2 separate regions of the Sus scrofa genome follow, and region 1 is linked to region 2. The links are chromatin contacts, called in public Hi-C maps. All regions are on one chromosome and are shown on one strand. The core of a region is the stretch at or near the end of the contact, and the rest is flanking DNA. Distances in the headings are between cores, read along the strand shown.

The links. A called contact is a pair of places that touch in the nucleus more often than the background predicts.
Region 1: a Hi-C map of liver shows a contact between it and region 2, with 2.0 times the contacts expected there. The contact joins the enhancer-like site here to the promoter of MGST2 in region 2. A contact is called at or near these places in 1 of 5 promoter capture datasets (liver), 21 of 47 Hi-C or Micro-C datasets (alveolar macrophages, blood, brain and 11 more) and 1 of 2 datasets of contacts at active chromatin or transcription factors (skeletal muscle).

Annotation. Positions count from the first base shown.
Region 1 is chr8:87,435,184-87,439,712 of Sscrofa11.1, reverse strand. The region is part of intron 1 of LOC110262152 (a long non-coding RNA gene); the gene reads left to right. Among named protein-coding and RNA genes, the nearest start is that of SETD7, 41 kb to the left of the region's middle. Within about 2 kb of position 1,967, at least 26 of the 83 cell types and tissues checked have an H3K27ac peak or open chromatin away from gene starts, as enhancers often do. A contact at or near this core is called in brain, epiblast stem cells, liver and 2 more, where this site is marked.
Region 2 is chr8:87,393,166-87,397,665 of Sscrofa11.1, reverse strand. MGST2 (microsomal glutathione S-transferase 2) reads left to right here and starts at 3,103. Exons shown (of 6, transcript XR_002346420.1): 1 at 3,103-3,144.

The DNA of each region.
Region 1 (4,529 bases), core at 718-3,217, 43 kb before region 2:
GCCACAGCCGCAGCAACATGGGATCCAAGCTGCATCTGCAACCTATGCCACAGCTCACGGCAACGATAGATTCTTAACCCTCTGAGCGAGGCCAGGGATCGAACTTGCAACCTCATGGTTCCTAGTCAGATTTGTTAACCACTGAGCCACGACAGGAATTCCCAAAACTAAAAAACTTCTGCACAGCAAAGGAAACCCGCAACAGAGTGAAAAGGTAACCTATGGAAGGGGAGAAGATATTTGCAAACCCTCTATCTGATGAAAGGTTAATTTCCAAAATGTATAAAGGAATTCCTACAACTCAACATCAAAACAAGTAATAACCTGATTTTAAAATAGTCTAAAGGGAGTTCTCGTCGTGGCTCAATGGTTAACGAATCCAACTAGGAACCATGAGGTTTCAAGTTCGATCCCTGGCCTTCAGTGGGTTAAGGATCTGGCATTGCCGTGAGCTGTGGTGTAGGTTGCAGATGCAGCTCAGATCCCAAGTTGCTGTGGCTGTAGAGTAGGCCAGCGGCTACAGCTCTGATTTGACCCCTAGTCTGGGAACCTCCATATGCCACGGGAGCGGCCCAAGAAATTGCAAAAAGACAAAAAAAAAAAAAAAAAGGAAGCTTTTTAGTTTATTGTAGTCCCACTTTCTAATTTTGCTTTTGTTGCCTGTGCTTTTGGTGTCATATCCATGAAACCATTGCCAAGAATCAATGTCACGAAGATTTTCCTTATGTTTTCTTCTAGGGGTTTAATAATTTCAGGACTTTAAATGATTAATTCATTTTGAGTTGATTGTTATGTATGATGTAAGATATGGATCCAGTCTCATTCTTTTGCCTGTGAATATCCAGTTTTTCCGAAGTTGAAGAGATTACCCTTTCTGCATTTTGCATTCTTGGCACTCTTGTGAAAGGTCAGTTGACCATATAAGCATGAGTGTATTTCAGAGTTCTCTGTTCTGTTCCATTGACCTATATTTCTGTCTTTTTACCAGTACCATACTGTTTTAATTACTATTAGTTTTGTGATACCTTTTAGAAATCAAGTGTGATGCCTCCAGCCTAGTTCTTCTTTTTCAAGGTTGCTTGAGCTATTTGAGGTTCATAACAACTTTAAAGTTACCCTCTTTACCACTATTTTAGGAAAAGGAACAGAAGGCACAGGAGATAAAAAAAGTCTTTCCCAAGGGCACAGAACTAGTAAATGGCAATGCTTGTTTTCAAATACAGGCAGTCTGATTCTAGGATTTATACTTCACTATTACAGTCTATTGCCTCCCAAGTCTTTGTTGACGGAAGAAAAAATGCACTATGTGAGAATTGTGAACTAAGTTTTATTTGGGGCAAAAAAAGGACTATAGCCCAGAAGCAGCATTTCAGATGGCTCTGCTGCTCAAAGAAGCAAGGGGAAATGTCAGTAAACATGTGATTTTGGTCCAGGGCGGAGGTACATGCAACCATGCACACATTTTTACAGAAGTTTGCTGTTAGTCTCCTGAAGGTTACTGCTAGTCACTAGGAGCAGACATCACCATGAAAGATTTTAGTGCTTTTCTGTATATGAGGAGGTACAAGAATGAGGCTCATACAGTCTTCTCTTGAAAATATCTATCTAAAGACTTGTTCTGCCAGTTTTCCGCAGAGCACAGAGTGCTTCACTCCTGAGCGCCTCTCAGAGGCTGCTGAGGGTCAGCAGCTGCAGTGGCTTTAAGATTTAATCCTTGTAGAGGCAGTTGGCAAGTGCCAATCCTAAAATGGCATCTTTAAAACAATCCTCACCTCTCTACCCTCTCCAATATTTTACATTTTTCCCCTTTGCTCATTTCTCTCTAGAAAAAACAAACTGTGAAATCTCACTAACTAAAGAATCATCTTGAGAACGAACAGTTGCATCTTCCTGAAAGTAGTTGCATCATAAGGCTTAGTTCTGGCTCCTTGTAAGAAGCACCCTGGGGACATCAGTGACTTGTGGGTATACTTGGATACACAGCGCTATGAGCAAATAGGAAAAGTGAAACTAGGACTATGCCAAACAAACAAAATCAGAGGGCGGTTGTTTGCATTATAAAAGGACTCTTTAGGAAGGAAACCAGGGTTGGATGCCTATAAATAGCAGCTCCCTCCTGCAAATGAGTGCTTGTTTATTTGACTAAATGGTTGAGGTCAGAAACACTTTCAACTCAAAAGTTAGCAGGTCAACATGATCCTTTGAAAATCATCAGGAATGATGGTGATTTATCCCTAAAATGATGATGTAATTGGAAAGAAAAAAAATTATTTACTCTTTTCTCTCAAATCATCTTCCAATGGCACTTTGGAAAACATTTTTGATGGGAAACTAAGTGCAGTCCTACAGGCGGTTGCCATGTGGAACAGTCTGGCATTGCCACTCGCACAGAATTTAAATCGGAAGACTGTGTAGATGTCAGCCTCTCACGAGATCAGGAGGTAAAGTCAGTCTGTTTACAGACAGGCAGCCAGACCCATGACTTCTCATTTACAAACAGCACACACGCAATGGTTTTATGTATGTGGTTTGTTAGAAAATGACAACTTGATTTTCAATCTCAATAGAGGTTTAAGGGCTTTGGAAAGCACTGTAAGTTTTAGTTATCATAAGCAGCCCTTACAATACAGTGTTAGTTTTCCAAATGATAATTAAATTCGATCATAAAAGCCATGGCTATTTGAGGAGAAAGTGTAGTAAATGCAACCTGAAATTTCATATTTCACAAGGAAATCATAATATTCAAAACAAAACCCTCAAAGTGACATCTGCAAATGCTTTGGAGTTTATGTAGTTGATGTCACTTTTATCGACTTCGTGGTTAAATACGCAATTCCAGTTGATTTCTTTTCTTGTCTTATTAATGGTTGCATATGGAAGTGCCTGGGCCAGGGATTGAATTTGAACCATAGCTGCAGCAACACCCGATCCTTAACCCACTGTGCTGGGCCAGGGATTGAATCTTTGCCTCTGCAGTGACCGGGGCCGCTGCACTCTGCTTCTTAACCCACCGTGCCACAGTGGGAACTCCCAGTTTATTTCTTTAAACAGGAGAAAATTTAATTTCTTCATGAGAAAATCTCATTCCGCAGGCTTGACAGACTTACAACTGACAACTCATTTCCGTCACCAGGGGGCACCAAAGCTCACGTTGCTGGGAAAACTGCAACCGGCAGGCTCAGAGCTTGCAGGGGGGCTAGAAACCCCCTGAAAAGTCATTTTGGGGTCACTAGACCAGACTTAATTATTGCCTAATTATTTCAGAGGACTGAGAATGTTTCCTATAAGGAACAATTTCCCTCGTTTGTTCTCACAGCCCAGTCTGTTCATCAATTTTCTCTGCCAAGAAATTCCCAACACCAGCGCAGTTATTCATCTATCTCCTATGTATTTACTGAGCATTTACTATGTGCCAGGCCCCGGGAAGCGGTGGTGGAAGAGAATGCCACCTTTACCCTCTTGAACCCAGTCTAGAAGAGGTACTAAACAAACCCTTGCAACTCAGTGTCATACAGGTTATGAGGAGCTGGACAGGGGCCGTGGGGGCGTGAGCAGGTGGCCAAACGTTCTTCTGAGGTCCAGGAAGTGTATTTGTTTCCTGTGACTTCTGCAACAAATGATCACAAACTGGGTGGCTTGAAACAACACAAAGCCCTTCTCTCACAATTCTGGTAGGCAGAAGCTAGGGGTGAGCAGAACCACAGCCCTGCAGGGGCTCTAGGGGAGAACCTGTCTTGTCTGTCCCTTGTCTGGTTGCCCCAGGCATTCCTTGGTTTGTGGCTGCATCACCCTATCTCTGCCTCTTTGGTCACCTCCTCCTGTTCCCCCGGTGTCTTCTGTGTGTCTACATTACAAGGATACAAGTGTAAGGCCTGTTGTGGAATGAATTGTGTGCCTCTGAAATCCATATATAGAAGCCCTCAGCCAAGACCATATTTGGAGAGAGAACCTCTGAGAGAATTAAGGTTAAATGAGGTCAGAAGAGTGAACCCAGTTCCATAGGACTGGCAGCCAGAACGGAAGAAAGAGACATCAGAACTCTCTACCTCTCTCTCTCTTTCTCTCCAAGGAAAGGCCATTCAGTGACAGCAAGAATTCAGCCATCTGCAAGCCAGATAGAGGTTTCACCAGAAACCAACCCTTCCAGATCTTGATCTTGGACTTCTAGCCTCCAGAACTATGAGAAAATACATCTCTGTCATCTAAGCTACTCAGTCTGTGGAGTTTTGTTACGGCAGACCAAGCAGACTAATACAAATCCCCCTGCATGAGCCAGGAAAATCTCTGGAGATGCTTAGCTTAATCACATCCTTCGCTGTATAAGGTCATGGTCACAGGTTCTAGGAATTAGGATGTGGAATAGCTTTTTTGTGTCTGGAGGAGGGAGGGGAGGCACTAGTCAACCCATCCCTGGAGGCTCATCTCCTGAGGAAGTGACATTTAAGCTGAGACCAGAAGCTAAGCCTGGGCTAGACTAGGAGAAGGAGAGGAGTATTACAGGGCTTTTCTGGGAGGGAGGAACCAGGTGA
Region 2 (4,500 bases), core at 1,854-4,353:
CTAATGGGAAGCGTCCACATCTGGGTGGCATTGGAATCAGTCAGCAGGCAGGTATCTGTGGGCCTGGTGCAGAATCAGCAGAGACGCAGGCTCGGGCAGTTTGCTCTCTGCTGGGACCTCAGCACCCCCCCCTCCCATCTCAGCCTCCATTTCTCTCTCATGTCTGTTTTTCCTACTTTCCCCACCCAGGAACCCCAGCAAGCCTATCCCTGGGACTCTCCCTACATCATTCCTCCTGGCTGCACCCCCAGAATCCTGTTCCTCCCACCCTCTCCTCCTCCCTTCTGCCTCTGCAGAACCTGCCACACCTGCTCCTCTTCCTGGACTTCAAGGACACCCACTTTGGCTTCCACCCACTTGTTCATCCCTCGTCCCACCCCAAGGTGGTGTGGGCCATTCTCCTTGGGAGGCAGCCAGATGGAGTGACTAGTTCCCAAAGTTCTCTGCGTCCCTGTGTCCTTATCTGCAAAGTGAGATTAATTGACAGCCTCCTCGGAGTGTTGTGTGAGTTACGAGGGGCTGTGGTTGCTTAATCAACTGACATCCATGCTCAGGAATGGATCCTGGATGAGGCCTAGAAATCTGTGCGTTCACATCACCGCGGGTGATGGGAGTGGGTGGGGAGGCCCATGCTGAGAAATACTGGTTTTGACGGTGTTCTCCACCTTGGCCATGCCCTAGAATCTTCCAGGGAGTTGTAAAACATTCAGGTGCTCAGGCCGAACCTGAGGCCAATTAAATCAGAATCGTTGTGTGGGGAGAGCTCATGCCAGTATTTTTAATGACCCTCAGGGGACGCCAGTGTGTGGCCAGTTCAGTGCCAAGGCTTTGGGAGCAGCAGGACTGAGCTGGACTGGCTGTGGCTAAGTCACGCATCTCTGAGCTCAGTTTCTCCACCAGAAAAATGGGAATAAGACATGCGCACCTTTGTTGATTAGGCAGAGTAGTTAAGACTGTTCAGCACCGGTGGGGCCTGGCATGGCCCAGTGGAGCTGGCAGCTGGGGTGTTGGACATCAGAGCCCCATCAGACCGAGGCTCGTGTAGGCTGCCTCAGCCCTCTAGGCCCAGGGCTCTCCTGCCTCTTGCTGTTCTTGGCCCAGCAAGTTTATGACTCCAGCTCTGAGCACGGCCCATGGGGAGCCTGGCATGGGGAGCCTGGCTTCTCCCCATGGTGCAGGGCAGGGATTTATGCCAACGGCCCTCTTTTAAAGTACCTTATTTCAAATACTACTCAGCGAATGATTAGTGTTCCTTTTGTTGTTCAGTTGACAACATGACCTCAAACCTGGGTCACCTCATTTATGCGTTAACATGTTGTTTAACCTGACAACACGGCCACCATTTATAATGTTACTTCTGTGAGAGTATGTGTCCTGAGGTGCAACATTCAGCTTACAAATCCCCTTTGGGGAACATGAGTGTGGCGTGTGTGAGTGTGTGTGTGTGAGTTCATAGGTGTGTGAGTGTGTAGGAATACGCGTGCATCTCTGTGTGAGGAGGGCTGCATGTACCAGGGGCTGTCAGGGAGGGTTTCCAATCCCTTCCCAGGTCTCTAGCTTTTGCTTTACTTTATCCTCTCCCAGACCTTACGTAAACCTGAAGACAACACAGGTTCAGACTTTTTATTACCATCAAAAGCCATTTTGAAGCAATTCAAGGGCTGTTTCTATTCTTCTGGGAAATTCTAAGGGCCCTCGGCCTTCGCTGCTGGTTTTGCTTTGTGCCGTGGCCTTGTCTCCTCTGTGTCCACTGGGCCTGAGGGCATGGGGTGGGGGCAGAGACCCTGGGGACATCCTGCCACATGCCAGGGTCTGTGCTGTTTGTTTCCTGCATGTTATTTCATCTTTCATGGCATCATCAGAGGGCCCCTGAATGGTAGGTGCTATTGTTGCCCTTTGAGCAAACGTGCGAGGGCGTTTAGCAACTCGCCTCTCCCACACTATATGGGGATCTGAGCCAGACACCCTGAGGCCTGAGCTTTGGTTTCTTTGCCTTTCTGCTCTCCTTTGCTTTCTGCCTTGGAGCCAGGATGGGACACTCCTGGTGTTGGATGACAGGCAGTTTCTGCCCGAGCCTTGGTGATACCCAGCTCTGATCCTCTGCCCTGTGCCCTGCGCATCCCAGGACAGAGGTTTCCCTGATGAATGTCATGCCTTGGTCTGCTCTAGCTTGGCTTCCACACCCAGGGTCACAGAGCAAAGCACTCCAGCTTCTGGGTGGGGAGAAAATATTCTGCAGGACCGCTGCAAGTCCCTAAATTTTTGCAACATGTAGCTTGGGGTGTAATTTCGTGTTTGGTTTAATTGAGCTTTGTTTCAACACTTGCTGAGTTGTTACCTTGTGTTTTCCATTGATCAGGACCTTCAGTAAGAGAATGCAATAGAGCCGTCGTGGCAGTGGTAACGAATCGACTAGGACCATGAGGGGGGTCGCTGCCGCTCATGGGACGATCCGGCGTTAGAGGTGGTGTAGGCAGACCGGCTCGATCCGCTTGCTGTGCTTGCGTAGATGCTACAGCTGATTCACTAGCCTGGAATCATATGCCGGAGGCAAGAAATAGCAACAGCAAAAAAAAAAAAAAAAAAAAAAAAAAAAAAAAAAAAAAAAAAAAAAAAAAAAAAAAAAAAAAAAAAAAAAATATTACTGACAAGGATAGAGTAGGCACAGGTAGTTGTAGAAGTCTCAAAAAGGGACCATAGATAAAGAGAGAAACCTAGGGGATGTTGGGAGACCACTGTAAGTTCAAGGCCACCAGAACAAGGCAGGCTTGCTTGATTAGTGGAGGTGTAAGAATTGCCTCAGGTCATTGGGTGGGGCATGGGATGAGGCCTGCATTCAGATTCAGACCAAGGGCAAGAGTTTGAAGCCAGGCCCTTCAGCTGATTTGAATACACAATTTACCAGATACTAAGAGGAGCTACTACTCCCAGAAAGGAAGAGGCAGGCCTTTCCCACCCCCACTCCCCTTGGATGATAAACCTGTGGCCCATCGGATCCTTGGGCAGAGCCTTCTTGCCTGCCTGCTTGCCTCTCTCACAAGCGTCCTATCTTAATAAATCCGTTTCTTGCCTATGGCTTTGTCTCTCACTGAATTCCTGCATGGAGGCATGAAGAACCTGAACCTCAGCGAGTCCAGACACCGGGTGAGTGATTCTCATTTAAAACTGTGGGTTCGAGTCCCGGCACGTGGGTTCGAGTCTCAATCTGGGTGCTGGCTGGGTTCAGACCAGTAGTGCTGTCAGTTTCATTATGGTCCTTGATAATTGTGATCACTGCTTGTTTGTGGCCACCGCGGAAGGCAGTGCATGTTCTGTCTCTCTCGGCTGCCAGGCCTGTTTGGCAGCAGAGAGGGTTTGCTGCAATGCCAGCAGAAACCAGGACAACGAGCTGGCGTTTTTGGAAGGATGAGGATCGAACACAGTGGGTGAGATCAGGAAATAATTGGGGGTGGGATGGACATGCAATTGGTCTGAGAACATTTCTATGGTTAAATACATATCTTTTCATCTATTAGCAAATTTACTCAAATATTTACGTTTAGAGTTTACGTTTCGTGACATCAGCTCTTTTGCTGGGTTCGAGGCTGTTTTTATATTTCAATACTCTGTTTGCCTTATCCAGCGTATAATTTCGGTAAAAAAAGCGATAACTAATAAGCTAACCTCTCAGAAACTCTTATAGATTGCTTTGTGTTTACATAGGTAATATAATAATTTTAAAACATTTTACTATAATTACCAATATGTTGTTTCTCCTCTTGTTTTTCATTTCTGATAAAAATTTAAGGAATAGGACCCATACTGGAAGGATCTATATGTATTAACTTCAGGGAAAATGCCTTTTACCCTCTACCATTTGGGGGAGAGGTAGAAACTCAGATTTTTGTTAGTTTGTTAAACGCTGTGGCGGAGTTTCAAATGTGGGATTACCAGGAAGTTTTCTCACCACAGAAGGTGTTGATAAACATTTCATTATCGAAAGTTCCATTGTTTCATACCTTCCAAGAGGCAGAGATGATACCAGATCTATTAAAGCAGATAGCACACGTGTTCACTGGATTTCAAAGCATTTGAGGCACTTTTTGTTGTATTAACAGCTCTTAGGACCCAGGTTGGTGACCGACTAGGATTGGCTAGACGTCAAGTTAGGAATCTCAGGATTTGTCCAGAAAGTAGGAAGAAGGCAATTCACTGGGGGCCAAGGTTCACTCTAGAGTTGTGGGTTTTTTGTTTTTTTGGCTTTTTAGGGTCTATCCTAGGCTAGGGGTCAAATTGCAGCTACAGCTGCTGGCCTACACCACAGCCACACAGGATCTGAGCTGCACCTGCGACCTACAGCACAGCTCACGGCATCGCCGATCCATAACCCACTGAGCAAGGCCAGGGATCGAACCTGCATCCTCATGGCTACTAGTCAGGAATGTTTCCTCTGAGCCATGATGGGAACTCCTGGAGTTGTGTTCTTAAAGTGAGTTCCCTAGTGTGGAGGTACCTGTACTT